5 separate regions of the Mus musculus genome follow, and regions 2, 3, 4 and 5 are each linked to region 1. A link is a contact called in public Micro-C and promoter capture Hi-C data. All regions are on one chromosome and are shown on one strand. The core of a region is the stretch at or near the end of the contact, and the rest is flanking DNA. Distances in the headings are between cores, read along the strand shown. Region 1 holds the start of Map1lc3b (microtubule-associated protein 1 light chain 3 beta). Region 2 overlaps Gm27021 (predicted gene, 27021). Region 3 overlaps Gm39265 (a long non-coding RNA gene). Region 4 has its middle 10 kb from the start of Gm39266. Region 5 holds the start of Zc3h18 (zinc finger CCCH-type containing 18).

Region 1 (2,844 bases), core at 243-2,742:
CCACCTAGGTGTGTAGTTGAGAGGGAGGGTCTCGCTGCATCATCTCCAAGGCTGGGACTAAAGGCGTGGATCACCACCCCTGGCAGCAGCAATGCCTTCACAGGGATGGGAATTCTCCCCGGGGCTATTTATTTAGGCTGAGCAAACAAGCTTTCCTGCGGATACACACCCAGTAACCTGGAGTTTAGGACCGTTTTGGGGGTGGGGAAGCAAACACTGGATCACCCCAGAAAAACTCAGTGGAACCACTTGAGAAGCCTGAAATCACGTGATCAGTTCTAAACTTGGGAAATTGGGCGCGTCCTTCTAAGAATCTGCAAGCCTACACGGGCCTCCTGGCTGCCAGTCTCCTTCCTTACAGCACTGGGGATGATCGCTGCTTACTGGAAGTGTAAGAATTTATAACAGAAAGCTAATGGGACTCTGCCACTAGGCGGACCCTGAGCTTCACCGCCCTAAGCCCCACCCAGGTGCTTCAGCTACAAAGGGTCGGTTTGGGGTGAGCCCTACCTAAATCCATCCACCTTGTAAACATTCCCGCAGTCTGGATAGTGGAAACTCTAGAGCTCCAACCTAAATCCCTCCAAACTCACTGGAAAGGAGCAAGACCGGTCCTGGCCTCCTCAAAGGGGCCGCTTTGAACATCTGTGTGGGGAACCTCTCAACTGTCAGTGCCCACCAGTTTAGGTCCAATAAAGTCAAAAAGCAAAGGAAAGCCGCAGCAATCGGATGCCCGCGCTTTCTTCAGAATAGCTGGGTTAGGGAGAGAGGGAAGGCAATCTAGAGAAAAACAATCGCAAGCCAGATGGAGCTTCGGAGAGATTACCCCCGGCCACTCTGGGGACCCGCGTCAGAGCTAATGTTTGTGCACGGCTCATTTTCCCCAACCCACACTCCTTTCTTGAGGGCTGTTCCAGAATAACTTAAGATCAGTACAAGCAAACAAAACAAAACAGCTGTTAAGTTTCCGTTATGAGACAAAGGCCACCCCCCCCTCCACACACACACATATGCCCAAGACGACTTCGGGTGCAAAGGCGGCTGGGTGCTGCTCCGAGGCTTGCGGGGCGCCCGGACCTGGGGCCCACGAAGGACACAGCCAAGCGCGCAGAGCCTGCGGTACCCTACGCCACCGGGGTCGGGCCTCCAGTCCCGCAGGGGACGCCGAGCCCATCGGCGACCGACGGCCAAGGCGACGCTGAGCACCCGAGCTACCCCGGAGACCGAACCCCCCCGAGACCAATATCCCACTGGCTGCGTCGCTCCGGGCCCCGCCGGGTCTCGGCCCCGCAAGACACCACCGGCGTCCGGGCATTCAGCGCTCCCGGCACCCGGATCTCCCATCCCCGGGCCCGCGGGGCTCACCAAAGCTCCGGCGCTGCTTGAAGGTCTTCTCGGACGGCATGGCGCGCGGGGGTCCCGAGCCAGACGATCTGACTCCGGCGACGATCACTTCCCTTGTGTGTGTCTCAGTCCGCAGCCGAGTCAGGTGACTCGCGGCGCGTCACCGAGGGTGGGGCCGAGGGCGGCCCCCGAGAGCGGCCATGACAGGCGTGGCGGAAGCTCGGCGGCGCGCAAGCGTGCACGCGCCCAAGCCATGCGCCTGCGCCTACGCCAGCTACGCTGGGCGCTCGCTGGGCACACGCTGGGCGAGCATCTGTTAACTGTCTGCGTGGGTCGGGCGCTGGTGCGATGGAGTCCTGCAGACTTCATTCCCCTTCAGTCCTTGCATGATCCAGCTGGTGGTCCAATGTCCGCTCCCTTGCCGCTGTATTTGATATTCCTAAATTCTACCCACCCCCAACCCAAATAACAAAAAACTGACTTGTGGTCTTGCCTGCTAAATCTTTACGATTATGGAGACGTCTGGAGACTTATGGTTGGATCTGATCTTGTGGCTCTTCCCCTGCGAGTCTTGTGCTGCCATAAACACAAGTATTTACTCCTAAGTCGAAGTCGCAGAGAAGCAAGGTCTTAGGGACTACAGACTTGTCACTGGAGGGCAAGATCAATGACTTGTTCCAGCAAAAAGAAAGACGATGACAACACCTGCTGTGCAACCTGTCCACTCTCTCTTCCCATAAAAGCCCTTTTATGTGTCTGAGCTTGCTGAGCATGGAATTTGAGGGGCATGGCTCACCTATCTTTCCAGGGTGCTAGCCCATGTGTGCCCTCATTTCCTTACTACCACCTATCACGTTTTTTGTTTTTTTAGATTTTTTTGGTTGGTGAGCAATCAGACTGTGTCCAGGAACTGCAGCAGAGGCCTGATCCCGACAGGATCCACCTTGGAAAGCCACAGAGCACAGTTCTGTCCCAAGAGCTTTATCTCAGCTGTCCCTTCTCAGACAGATCCTTCTACCTCAGGTGACCCCAGGGTGGCTTTATCACAGGCATGTCCTCACTTTGACTCCTGCTGAGCCTGGGCCTGATTACAGGCTAGGACAGGTTTCAGTCTCCTCAGGCCAGGCCAATGGTCAGTCAGCCACGGTTTAGCACTTTCTCTGGGCCTCAAGCTACTTCCTATCTTCAGTTTGTAGGAGCAGGTGACAGACAGGTCTAGAGTGTGGAGCAGCCACCTCACCCCCATCCCACCCCCAGTGATGCCACATCTGAGCCAGCCTTGTGACCCTGCAGACCTACCACCTGACACTGTACTATCCCTACAGCCCAGACTTCCTCCTTTAAATGGAAATAACCTTCTTCAAGTGCTGTTTGTCCAAGGGATCTTCTACATCTCTGTGACCGGGAAAAGCTGAAAACACATTATGGAGTGAAATCCTGAGGGCTGGTTACTTTCCTTTGTTTGCTTGCTTTGCATTGTTAATTGCCCGAACTTTGTTG
Region 2 (2,844 bases), core at 154-2,653, 970 kb after region 1:
AGGCCACGAACACATTCTGGGCCATTACCAAGAGCAATAGCATATGAATGTGCACACACCGACACACACCGACACACACACACACACACACACACACATACAAATACGTACACACGCATGCACACATGCACAATCAATTTTCTTTTCTTTTCTTTCTTTCTTTCTTTTTTTTTTTTTTCAAGACAGGGTTTCTCTGTGTAGCTATCCTGGAACTCACCCTGTAGACCAGGCTGGCCTTGAACTCAGAAATCTGCCTGCCTCTGCCTCCCAAGTGCTGGGATTAAAGGCATGCGCCACTACTGCTCAGTGATCAATTTTCTTGAAGCATAATTTACTGTATAGTCCAGGCTAGCCTAAATTAGCCTAAGATAGCCTAAAATTCAATAGCCAGCCTCTAACCTCAACCTCCCAAATGCTGGAATTGTACAGATTACACCTGTGATTCTCAACCGAGGTTGGTGTGTGTGTGTGTGTGTGTGTGTGTGTGTGTGTGTGTGAATACATGTGTCCCACAATAAGAAAGTGCCAGATGTCAGAGAAACACAAGCCCCACAGGATGCTGTGATGCACACACTGTCAGCAGGCAGGAGGCTAAGGCAGGAGGATCAGAGTTCAAGGCCCACACAGTAGAACAAACAAAGCCTTATCTCAAGAAATAAACAAATGAAATGAGACAGGACCATCCTCCTGCCTCACGTCGAGTGCACACTGTTGACTCAGAGATGTCAGACATGAGCCCTGAGTCCAGCTTTGCCTGTTTCCTGTGACTAAGCTCTTACGGTCGGTCACCCTCCTATGTCCAGTTTAGGGTTGAGAGGCCAGGAGAAAGGATCAGAGCTGCTCAGTGATGAAGCCGGGGCTGGACCCTGTGAGCGCTCTCACACAGCTGAGACCCCAGCAGCCTTCCCTGAGAGTCCTGCAGGGCGGCAGGAACTGGTTGCTGGACGTACAGGGGTGCAGGCAGGAGGTCAGCCCTCAGCCTGAACTCTCTCAGTCTCTTCACAGGCTCCTCCCAGTGCGAGCTCCAGCCGCAGGCCCCTGACGCAAGCAGGAGCTTTCCCCTTAATTGAAAAGAGATTTTAAACCATCTCTGTTGGGCCCAGGCCACTATAAAGAGGTAAAAACGGCCAGAGCCATCACCACATCTGTAGGGACATAGGCTTTCGCGACGGTTGGTGTTATAAACAGAAAGTGAAGGAAAATGAACAGCGGCTAGATGTCCTGAGAGAGTCTTAGCATTTTGTCTGCTCAGCCCCTGGTTCCTACCCCAGGGCCTTTGCTAAGGCAGTGGCTGCCCCAGAACCCTTCTCTGTCCCTTCTGCTGCTTTGATTGGCCCCCTCAAGCCACCCATAGTCTGTTGTTTGCCCTTGTTCCTCTTGTGACCAAGCCAGACTCATGACTGTGTCTCCAGGAGCCAACATCAGACCCATGTGACCACACTGTATCTCGGTGTGGTGGCTCTCCTAGCAAAGTGTTCAAATGGGGTCTGTCTTGTCCCCACACAGACCCTGTAATCTTTGTGGTTCCTTTGCTGGGAAGAGTGATCTCAGAGCCCCCTAAAGAGACGGCAGTTGTTGTTGTTGTTGTTGTTATTTTGTTTTGTTTTTCTCTTTTGTGTAAAGGGAGCGCGCCCAGGACAGAAGCTCGCTGCTTTTATTCTGATGCAGGCAGGGCCTGACATGATTACCCAACTGGTACAAAGAGGAAGCATGTGACAGGGCTTGGGGAACATCCAGGGTTGGAAAAAACAGGCAGGAGGTCGGGGAGGTTTGTGGAATATTGACTAGCTCCCTCTGATAGAGAAACATGTCTCACTCTGTTTCTGTTGCTGGAACCTGGAGCAGGAGGCAGGGCAGGCACAGGGACCAGGCAGAGCAGCACCTGTGGAGTCATTTTGATCTCAGTTTCCCATGCCCAGCGCCTGGTGCACTGCCTGGTACCCAATGGATGCACAATGAATGCCTGTTGTCCGAGTCTGAGCTCCTCCAGGGCCAGGGCTGGGGTTGTTTATTCCTTTACCCAGAAGTGGGTCACAGAAGCCTGATACAACAAGTAGGCAGCCCTGGCCAAGATGGGCTTCGTTCCCAAGTCCAGGGCCATCTAACAAGAGAGAAGGTAGCTCATGCTGAGCCTGAGCCCCGCCCCCCCCACCCCCCTGAGTGCAGGTGTTCACCACCACACCCTTTTTTTTTTTTTTTTTTTTTGGTTTTTCGAGACAGGGTTTCTCTGTATAGCCCTGGCTATCCTGGAACTCACTTTGTAGACCAGGCTGGCCTCGAACTCAGAAATCTGCCTGCCTCTGCCTCCTGAGTGCTGGGATTAAAGGTGTGAGCCACCACGCCTGGCTTTTTTTTTTTTTTTTTTTTTTTAATGTGGTGCTGGGTATGGAACCCAAGATTTTGTGTATGCTGGGCAAGCTCTATCTTCTAAGCTAACCTGCCAGCTAGCACCCACCCCAGCTGTATGCAGAGATCGTGGAGCCCCTGACGGGCACGTGGGTGCTCTTCATACCAGGTGCCTCTTATTGGTTGGATTGTTAAGGAAATGCTAAAATTGAGCCAGCTGGTATTCCTGGGAGGTGCATTAAAAGATACTCAGCAGAGTGACCTGAGATGATAGAATTAATGACAGGCAGTGTAGCCCAGTGGTTTCCCAACCTCCCTAAAGCTGCAACTCTTTTAATATGTCGTGGTGAACACCCCCCCCCCCACACACACACACATACAACCATAAACCAAGCGGCAACCATTTTGTTGCTACTTCATAGCTATGATTTTGTTACTGCTATGAATTGTAATGTAAAAATATCTATGTTTTCCAACGGTCTTAGGCGAACCCCTGTG
Region 3 (2,844 bases), core at 220-2,719, 890 kb after region 1:
GTGAGTAGATCACAGTGTGTTTTCCAGGCCTTTTCTAAGCTCACAACTTGCTCTCTGGAGGGTCCCATTGGCTCGCCCTCACTCAGGCTGGCTTCCCAGTTAGATTCTCAGTTCTGTCTCTTTCTTTAAAGTAAATGTTTGGGAGGCTGGAGAGGTGACTCAGTGGTTAAGGGCACTTGCTGCTCTTGCAAAAGACCTGGGTTTAATTCCCAGCATCCTCCATGGAGGCTCACAACCATCTTTAACTCCAGTTCCAGGGGCCCCTGGTGCCCTCTTCTGGCCTCTATGGGTACTGCATGCACACAGTGTACAGGCATGTGTGTGTGTGTGTGTGTGTGTGTGTGTGTGTGTGTGTGTGTGTGTATGAATATTATCTTGGACTCTCTTCATGCACATGGTTCTTGTGCTTTCTGAGACATTTGATTCTTGAGTTATAGCTGCCACCAAGGGCCTGAGCTGAGAGTCCGGCCTCCGTGTATCAGCGTTGTGCAATCAGGGCTATAAAGAGATGCTCAGAAAATAGCTTCTCCAGCAGGCTTCCTTCCTGTGGCTGATTTCATGTAGACATGTCACAACTATGGGGGGGTGGGGAGGGGGGGCGGGGGGAACGAGAGGTTAAAGAGTATGCAGGATTTGCTGAAAAGGTTATTTCTTATTAAAAAAAAAAAAAAAAAAAAAAAAAAACTCTGCCCTGTCAAGTGGTGAGAGAACAACCAGGCAGATTCCACCCGCTTTGTTCCCTAAGTCTGGGATGATAAAGGAGCCTGGCTTCAGTAAGAGTTCCACACCTACGCCACCAACCATCTCCCAGCCCTGACACCACCAACCCAGCTTCCCAGCGCTGCAGAAACTCTTGTGGGGTGTCTGGGTGTTCAGTGGGTGTGTCCCACCAGGACAGTGTATCTGGTGGATGAAGATGGGACTTGAACTTAAGGACTAGGCCTCCTCCCTGCTTGCAGCTCTCTGTGGCACTTGCTCGCTGTCCTCCGCAGAGCAGCTCCTGTGCCTGTGTCCCTTCCTCTGTTCCTCTTGAGCAGTAACTGAGTAGGGTCCCGGTCTAGCATGGCGCTTTCCTTCTTCTGTCTCTCTAGCGATGCTCTTCTGTGGCCCTCAGCATCCAGCACTGTGGCAACAGCTCTTCTCCCCCGGCTGGCTCGCCCTCTGGCTGCTTGCCAGGCATTTTGGTCTGCGGTGTCTGGAGCGTCTCTACACATCTAACTGTCGCTTTGTTTTTCTCTCTTCTGCTCTGCACTTCATGGGTTGAAAATTCATGCTTTGGCAGGAGTGTGGTGCCCGGCACTCTTTAGCTCTGTGAGTTCAAGGCCAGCCTGGTTTACATGGATAGCCTGAGTTGCATAGAGAGACCCTATCTCAAAAAAAAAAAAATCCTGTTTCCACCAGTTCTGGCATGGAGCATTCTCACGCTGACACCGCACTTGGCTCCTTTCTGTGGAGCTCTGACTGAGATTGGAGCTGAGCCTGTCTTCATAGGGTTTCATGATGGAACTGGTGTGGCCCTCACCCTACCAAGCTTTGCCACTATTTCCATGGTAACTATGTAAAACATTATTTTACATGGTAACTATGTAATACATTGTTTCCTGGGAAAATAATGTTTCCTGTTGATCTAATGTAGTATTGTCACAGATGAAGCAGATGGAAGTTGTTGGCCACATCCAGACCCCAATCTAAGTGACGAAATCCATCTGGACAGCCGTCCAACCCTTTAACCCTAGAAGGACCAGGAGCGTGGCGAGTAAGGCTTTGCAGCCCGTCCCCTCTCTGTCACAGCTGCTGGATTCTGAGTGCAGACGCAGCTGTGGAGGATGTCAGTGAACGGGAGAGCCTGCTGTGCTCCATTCTGAGAGCAGGTGACAGATGTGTGGCTGTCTGTCAGATGCTGAGCTGGTCTTGTGCCTTACACAAGCAAACACTCTCTCAAAGATGCCTGGAAGCCTTCTCGGACGCTTTGAGTAGTAGAGAGCTTACTGCTTCATAAGGACCTCAAATAAGCAGAGCTGTTAGGGATAAAGTGAGCCTGAAGCCACACTTCTCAGTGTGATCCTCCCCCAAACCTCACTGAGGGGAAGGAGGGGCAGACAGGGAAGAGTCTGAGCCACTTAGGCTCATCTCTTGTACCTGCATGCTCCTTGGGAAAGTGGGTTGAGAGGTAGGGGGCATGCCCACCGTCACTGAGGTTTAATTGAGCAAGCCTGCAGTCACATGAAGACTTGCAGCCACTGAATTTCTGCTTCCCAAGTTGATGCTCACTGCACCCAGATGACAGGCTTTCCTGTCTTAAACCAGCGATGATGAGGTAGGCACTATGGGGGTGTGGCGAGTAGCTTAGGTTGAGTTTGGGTTGGGTTGGGTTGGCAACAGGCCGTTGTTATCCAAGCCGGACTGCAGCTTTAGGCCCCAAGCATTCTCCTCTGCCTTCTGTCTGGCTGTGTCTACAAGCATGCACGCACCTTGTGCCCACCAGGTTTACCTTTTAACATCGTAATAAGCAGACACAACCTGGGCTGTAGAGGTAGCTTAGTAAAGTGCTTTCTGTGCAAGCATGAGGACCTGGGTGCAGATCCCTAGCAAACATTAAAAAGCCAGGTGTGGCAACACATGGCTGTAATCCTGGTGCCGGGGAGGCAGAGACGAGCAGACCGATGGAGTTCACCAGCCAGTCTAGACAATCAGTGAGCGTCAGGTTTAGAGAGAAACCTTGTCTTAAGAGAGGACTGTAGAAAACAACAGAGAAAGACATCTGACGTTGACTCTGGTTTGCGCACATAATGAACATGTAACAACAGTATACATGTGTGAGCATGTGTACATGACATACACTAC
Region 4 (2,844 bases), core at 189-2,688, 830 kb after region 1:
TACAAGCGGCTCTGCCATTTATAGCTCACCTCTGGGTCTTAATTTCTCTATCTGAATAGTGAGAGTGATGTTCTTGAAGTGGAGGGAGATGGGATGGGGGTTCCACCACCTGTCACAGAGTCTTCCTGATCATGACTGAGGTGACCTGCCCCTGGACGTGGCTGAGGCATGCAACTCATGGGTGAGGGGACCTGCCCTGGATATCACTGGGGCCACTCAGGATCGTGGGTAGAATCCAGCATGCTGGAATGGATCGCTGTCCCCACCGGGTTGTCTTCTAGTCCAGAAGACACTCGAGGCACTGTAATCCACCTGGAGAATGATTTCAAGGGATCAGCACATGGGTCACACTTAGCAGAGAGGGTGACCATATGTTCTAGAACCTTCAAGTCCCATCAGACCCAGCGGCTCCTCGCTTACACATCCACATCCATTTCACTGGACAAACATCTCTGGCCTGCTCTGTGGTGAGCGAGACAAGCCATCATCTGAAGCTTTGCCTTCGGGAAGCCCCTCTTTAAAAGTGTCATTCTCCTCCCACACCTAAGGCGATCTGTGTCCTATGGCGTCATTTACATCTCTCAGTGGCAACCGGTCCTTTAAGGTCAAGCTTGAGAAACGGGGGGGGGGGGGGGGGGTAAGAATTTTCTTTAAAAAGGTCTTTGCCGGCCCGGCCCGTGGTTTTGAGTGGAAACAAGTTCTTGGCTGTGACACCATCGTGGTCGGAGCTCACACCCTGAGAAAGGAAACATGGCCTCAAACTTGACAATAAGAAAGACCCTAGAACAAGAAGACCAAAGCAGGCAGCAGCCCCCTCCCTCTCCGCTCCGCTCTGCTCCAAAACTTCTGCCACAGTCAGGGCAGGAACACAGGGAAAATCTTTCCACAGAAGCCCACCTCTGGGCCAGCCCCAGGTGGCTGAAAGCCCAGCAGGACAGAAGACAGATGCCAGTATGGACGGCAGGCTGGCAGAAGGAAGTGGCTTTCTCAGCCGGCTGCCTCGGGGAAAGAGCAGAAACTTAACCAAGAATAATACAGGGCTATTTTCAACCTTGGGGTTTCCACCCCAGTGTCCCCAAGTACTGGGGGGCAGTGTGGCTCCCATGTGAGAAGGACAGGATGCTGATGAAAGAGAGACAGCTGGGAGGAAGTTGAGTCCGGAGAAAAGGGGATGATGTGACCCGCCATCCAACCCAGGATCCCTAACTCCCATCCCGGGAGTCCTGGGTTTCTCCTCTGAAGGTCAACATTCTGTGTCACTGTCCTATGGCTGTGGACAGTGCTGTAGCAGTGACTTAAAAACAGCACACACCCGTTCCCTGACAGTCCCCAAGGTCAGGACTACAGATTGGGGTGGTGGTTCCTTCTAGAACCTCCTGTGTTTCCCTGCCAGTCCTCAGCTTCAAGAGTCATCTCAGCCCAACTAAATCCTGTCCTGCCGTGTCACGTGTCTTCTCTGGCTCTGACCCACGTGTCCCTTCTTCATAGTTCTGACTCAACCCTGTGACACTGGCTTGCATGGATAATCAAGAAGACTCTCCCATCATCAGATGTTTGACTTGTTCTCAGAGGCCTTGGCAAGAGTCACTTTATTCTGGCCTCGGGATCTCTACCCTGCATTGACCAATGCCCCGCTCATGGCACTAGAGGCTGAGAGACCCTTGCAGAAGCCACGGACAGGAAGGAAAAGGGGATCCAGGGTGGCTGAGACACTGGTTTTTCTCCCCCAAAGCTGGCTAAGGACCTGCTAAGGGGATACCTCCCATGTCCCTTTTGGGGTTTGGGCAATTTTTTAAGTTTTTTTTCTATATACTTCAGACAAAAGCAAAGTAGGGGATAGTAGGGATAGCCCTCAGCACAAAGTAGGGGATAGTAGGGATAGCCCTCAGCACAAAGGTATGACCCATAATGCCAACATATATTGAGTTCAGTCCCAATCTGCAACACAGCTCCAAGCCAGGGTCACTCAGAGCTCAGTCCTCCACTTGCACATGCTAACGGGATGGGGGGGCAGGACAGGAGGACCCTGCTCACCGGGCAGCATCCACGAAAGCCTATTCCCTTCCCCAAACCTCACCACAAGGGATCCTAGAGCCCAGATTCTGCCCTTCCTTCCCTCTCCCGCCCCTTCCCCTCCCACCGCATAGGAAAGGCTAAACCAAAAGCACACTATTTTGATGTCCTCTAAGGGATGCTCACAGCGACTCCTCCTGCAGGATGTGCGAGTCCGTAGGACTGCCTAAAGCAACATGGGATCACCTTCATGAGGGGATCTCAAGTCTCTCCGAAGCCCTGAGCCAACCACTGATCCCTTCTTCCCATCACAGGGCTCCCGGTGGGTGGATCACAGGCAACGCCTCACTGGCCTGTCCCACCACCTGCCGTGAGCATCAAAACCAAGTTTGAGGTCAGCCTGGAATATAGATTAAGATTCTTTCTCAGAAACAAACAAACAAAATAATAATAGTAAAAGAGAAAGCTACAGAACTCCAGGCTCTGGTCCGGAAGGGAAGCCAGGATCGGGGAGTCAGCAAGGCAGCCCTTCCACTAGGCTAGCACAGACTCTGTGTAAGGAACCTAATGAGAGAAGTTTAATAAATTCATTACTGTTTACAATGGAAGGCTCAGAAATGACCACATTAATATCATATTCAATTAAATCGGTGTCCATAAATAAAGGGAAAACATATAACTCTGCACAGTCATACGTTTCTTTATCACTCCAAACAATTGAGTGCTAATTCCACTATTGTTGCAGCTTGGTTTCTTGAGACAGTGTTTCACTGTGTAGCCCAGCATGGTCTGGAACTCACCATCCTCCTGCCTCAGCTTCTGGAATGCTTG
Region 5 (2,844 bases), core at 181-2,680, 790 kb before region 1:
CCTCGCTTCTGCTTCCCCCCAAGTTCTGGGATTAAGGTGTGGGCCACCATACTCAGCTGTGGGAGATGAAGTTTAGCAGAGCAGAGCCTATGTTGATGTCTAAGTTCTGTTATGCCTGGTTAAAAAAACTTATTCATAGCTCCATCCATGTATAGAGCAAGAATGTCAGGATGTTGAAAACACCACCCGCAAAGTGACTTAAGCTCTGCAAAAACTCTTCGGTAAGGAGATGGTCTCCTTGGGATGGTCTGCAGATGACAAGCTATCTCTTTGGAGATGAGCAAAGCAAACTTACCTGCTGAGTGTTCAGGAAGTAAATCCGAAGTGCTCTTAAAATGTTTGAGCATTCCCCATCTACGACTAGAGAGGAGTTTCAGCTTTGGGGACATATTGATTGGTTCCAGAACTGGCTGGCTTCAAACGTGTTCAGATCATTCGCATTCTCCTCTCAGGGGGCTGGGAAATGGGAACTAGCCTAGGGACAGAGAATCTCAACCTCTGCCTTGGGATAGGTAATGTGATGAAGAAGAAACAAATGCCTTCTTCTACTACCCTCAAATGGGTCTGAAGATTACTCTTGTTAATAAGTGCCAAGAAAAAGCTCATTTGAAACAGCTATTGTGCCCGGTAAACTCAGCTGTCAAAAGTATACGGGAAACTAAGTATCTAGTAGGGGCGAGACTATAGGTCTTAGTTTAATTTCCTTCTAGCACTACAATCGCCTGGCTACTTTACACTAAAGAAATGGCATCTCTAAGCTCACAGTCCAAGAGGCGAGGAGGTCACACTTCCTAAGCGACCCGGGACTCTTGGAGCACAGTGGGTCCGTCCAACCTGTGCTCGCTTGAAGTTGCGAGAGCAAGTTGCAGGAGGCTCCAGAGAGTTCAAAGTTCCCTGCAGAGCCCGTCGAGAGTCCAAGCGGGCCTCCTCCCGAGCCAACCTGCGCGATCCGCTCCCCTTTGTGGGCGGCGAACATGTGCCACGCCGAGTGGCCCGGAAGGGAAAATGACAGCTTCAGGAAAAGCAACTTCACCACGGCAGACCGCGGCGCGCCACGGCACCCGCCCGGACGTCCCAGGCCGCAGCGGGCTCGCGCCTGCCCGCTGTCCCGGCCCGCGCTTCGGCCCGCGGCTGCGCACAGCCGGGGGCGCGCCCGAGAGCTCGGGAGGCGGCGCCGGGCTCCGGGGCCTCGCTCCCGCCGCCGCTGGGGCGGCCTTCTCCCCGCCGCCCGCCGGCCCAGCTTACCTCAACGCGAAGACGGGAGGCGGCCACGGCTCCGCTGTGGTGGGGGCAGCGTGGACGAGACGTTCCTCAGCCTTTTCGCTCCTCACTGGCTCCGGCTTTGGGCACGACGCGGGCGGAACAAACGGGCTCCACTACCCGCGGGGGCCGGCCATTGTGCAACGTCATCAGGCCGCGACGGCCGTCTTGCGAACCGGCGGGCTTCCCTCGCTAGCCCCGCCCTCTTCCGCACTTCCTTCCGGCCTCCGCCGGCCTCGCCTCCGCGGCGCGCGCTCCCAAGGCTCTGCTACTGCGCAGGCTCACCGAGGTCGACCCCGCCCTCTAGCGGGCCTCCTGGCGGCGCGTGCGCAGTCGGTGGCTCTTCGTGGTAGTTGCTTGGGATGAGATCAGATGAGGAGCAGGCGGGATGCGTGCCGGAAAGGGAAAGCCCTTTGAGGCTCTTGGTGAGTGCGAGTGGACACTTCCAGGGTCTGAAAACTTAGCATTCGTTTCTTCAGGGCACGAACTTTCTGCCTTATTAAATATCAATATTTTGCCGGGCTGTATTTAATCCCAGCACTTGGGAGGCTGAGGCAGGCGGATTTCAGAATTCGAGGCCAGCTTGGTGTACAGAGTGAGTTCCAGGACATCCAGGGCTACACAGAAACCCTGTCTCGGAAAAAAAAAAATCAATACTTGACCAAAAGTGTTTTGGGGGCTGGAGTGTAGCTCTGAGGTTGAGACAGCACCTGCCAAGTATGTGCGAGGCCCTGGTACCCTCAAAAAAAAAAAAAAGATTTTGGAGTTGAAGGATTTAGATCCTCTTACCTGTTTCTGTGACGCTAAACATCTCTGGCATCGTTAAATTACCGTGACCCAGTGTAACCTCCCTGGGGAGGACTTAAACTGATTGGGTCATTTTTCAGTCCCCTCCTACTACCCAGATGGGGCTCAGCTGCTGGAGCCCGAAGTCCAACCCCCCCCCCCCCCCATGACCTGATAAAAGGTACGGAGATCATTAGGTACTGACCCCTTGCAAATTTTGAATCTGATCTTGGTCTTACTGGTTAGGGGCTGCCTGTCTTCCTCAAAGTGAAACCACCCGGATGCCCATAAACTGATATAAGGGGGGGGGGGAGTTCTGGTCTTACAGTCCTGCATTAATTGGGCCACAGAAAGGGATGAAGTTCAGACACATGCTACAAACACCGAGGACGCCTAGGAAGGCGCCAGTCATGACAAGTCGAATACTTTTGACTCCATAATGCGACTGAACTATGCCGCCCACCCTCCAAGTTACTTACATGTGAAGTCCTAGCACCAAGCTGGTATGGATTTCAAAGCAGAGCCTCTCCGTGAGGGTATAAAGGTGGGGTCTGGATCTCATAGATTGGTGTCCTTCAATAGATACCAAGGAGAGCTATTTGAGAGATCATGCTAGTGCTGGGATTAAAGGTGGCTGCCAATCAGGTCAGACAGAAGGTTCTCCCTCTCTCTCCCCCCTCTCTCCTATGTATGTGTGCATGTATATATGTATATCTCTTTTCATACACCACCACCACCACCATCTGAGGAGACAGTGAGAAAGCAGCCATCTGCAAGCCAGGATTAGGCCACGCTGGC

Evidence for each region. Promoter capture Hi-C pulls out the DNA fragments that hold promoters and counts their contacts. Hi-C and Micro-C count contacts between places; a contact is called where the count stands out from the background.
Region 2: a contact with region 1 is called in a promoter capture Hi-C map of liver, with 2.9 times the contacts expected there. The contact joins the enhancer-like site here to the promoter of Map1lc3b in region 1. A contact is called at or near these places in 2 of 39 promoter capture datasets (hippocampal neurons and liver) and 3 of 115 datasets of contacts at active chromatin or transcription factors (bone marrow-derived macrophages, embryonic limb bud and extraembryonic endoderm stem cells).
Region 3: a promoter capture Hi-C map of pre-B cells shows a contact between it and region 1, with 2.3 times the contacts expected there. The contact joins the enhancer-like site here to the promoter of Map1lc3b in region 1. A contact is called at or near these places in 6 of 39 promoter capture datasets (the C10 cell line, cranial neural crest, embryonic stem cells and 3 more), 1 of 15 datasets of contacts at CTCF or cohesin (large pre-B cells) and 10 of 115 datasets of contacts at active chromatin or transcription factors (acute myeloid leukemia, astrocytes, bone marrow-derived dendritic cells and 7 more).
Region 4: a promoter capture Hi-C map of pre-B cells shows a contact between it and region 1, with 2.1 times the contacts expected there. The contact joins the enhancer-like site here to the promoter of Map1lc3b in region 1. A contact is called at or near these places in 5 of 39 promoter capture datasets (the C10 cell line, liver and pre-B cells) and 5 of 115 datasets of contacts at active chromatin or transcription factors (bone marrow-derived macrophages, embryonic forebrain, embryonic limb bud and 2 more).
Region 5: a contact with region 1 is called in a Micro-C map of embryonic stem cells, with 6 times the contacts expected there. The contact joins the promoter of Zc3h18 here to the promoter of Map1lc3b in region 1. A contact is called at or near these places in 2 of 39 promoter capture datasets (cranial neural crest and erythroid cells), 2 of 484 Hi-C or Micro-C datasets (CD4 T cells and embryonic stem cells) and 2 of 115 datasets of contacts at active chromatin or transcription factors (astrocytes and extraembryonic endoderm stem cells).

What each region holds. Positions count from the first base shown.
Region 1 is chr8:121,589,086-121,591,929 of GRCm38.p6, reverse strand. Map1lc3b (microtubule-associated protein 1 light chain 3 beta) reads right to left here and starts at 1,492. Exons shown (of 4, transcript NM_026160.5): 1 at 1,366-1,492. The coding sequence starts at 1,405.
Region 2 is chr8:120,618,535-120,621,378 of GRCm38.p6, reverse strand. All of the region lies in intron 2 of Gm27021 (predicted gene, 27021), which reads left to right. All of the region lies in intron 2 of 1190005I06Rik (RIKEN cDNA 1190005I06 gene), which reads left to right. Among named protein-coding and RNA genes, the nearest start is that of Gm33075, 8.7 kb to the left of the region's middle. Within about 2 kb of position 1,403, at least 107 of the 459 cell types and tissues checked have an H3K27ac peak or open chromatin away from gene starts, as enhancers often do. A contact at or near this core is called in bone marrow-derived macrophages and liver, where this site is marked.
Region 3 is chr8:120,695,531-120,698,374 of GRCm38.p6, reverse strand. The region is part of intron 1 of Gm39265 (a long non-coding RNA gene); the gene reads left to right. Among named protein-coding and RNA genes, the nearest start is that of Gm39265, 3.9 kb to the left of the region's middle. Within about 2 kb of position 1,469, at least 63 of the 459 cell types and tissues checked have an H3K27ac peak or open chromatin away from gene starts, as enhancers often do. A contact at or near this core is called in acute myeloid leukemia, bone marrow-derived macrophages, memory CD8 T cells and 2 more, where this site is marked.
Region 4 is chr8:120,758,650-120,761,493 of GRCm38.p6, reverse strand. No RefSeq gene overlaps it. Among named protein-coding and RNA genes, the nearest start is that of Gm39266, 10 kb to the left of the region's middle. Within about 2 kb of position 1,438, at least 35 of the 459 cell types and tissues checked have an H3K27ac peak or open chromatin away from gene starts, as enhancers often do. A contact at or near this core is called in bone marrow-derived macrophages, memory CD8 T cells and pre-B cells, where this site is marked.
Region 5 is chr8:122,375,202-122,378,045 of GRCm38.p6, reverse strand. It overlaps Zc3h18 (zinc finger CCCH-type containing 18), which reads right to left and starts at 1,430. Exons shown (of 18, transcript NM_001029994.1): 1 at 1,246-1,430. It overlaps Gm39270 (adenomatous polyposis coli protein 2-like), which reads left to right and starts at 962. Exons shown (of 2, transcript XM_030243895.1): 1 at 962-1,685. The coding sequence starts at 975. The coding sequence ends at 1,613.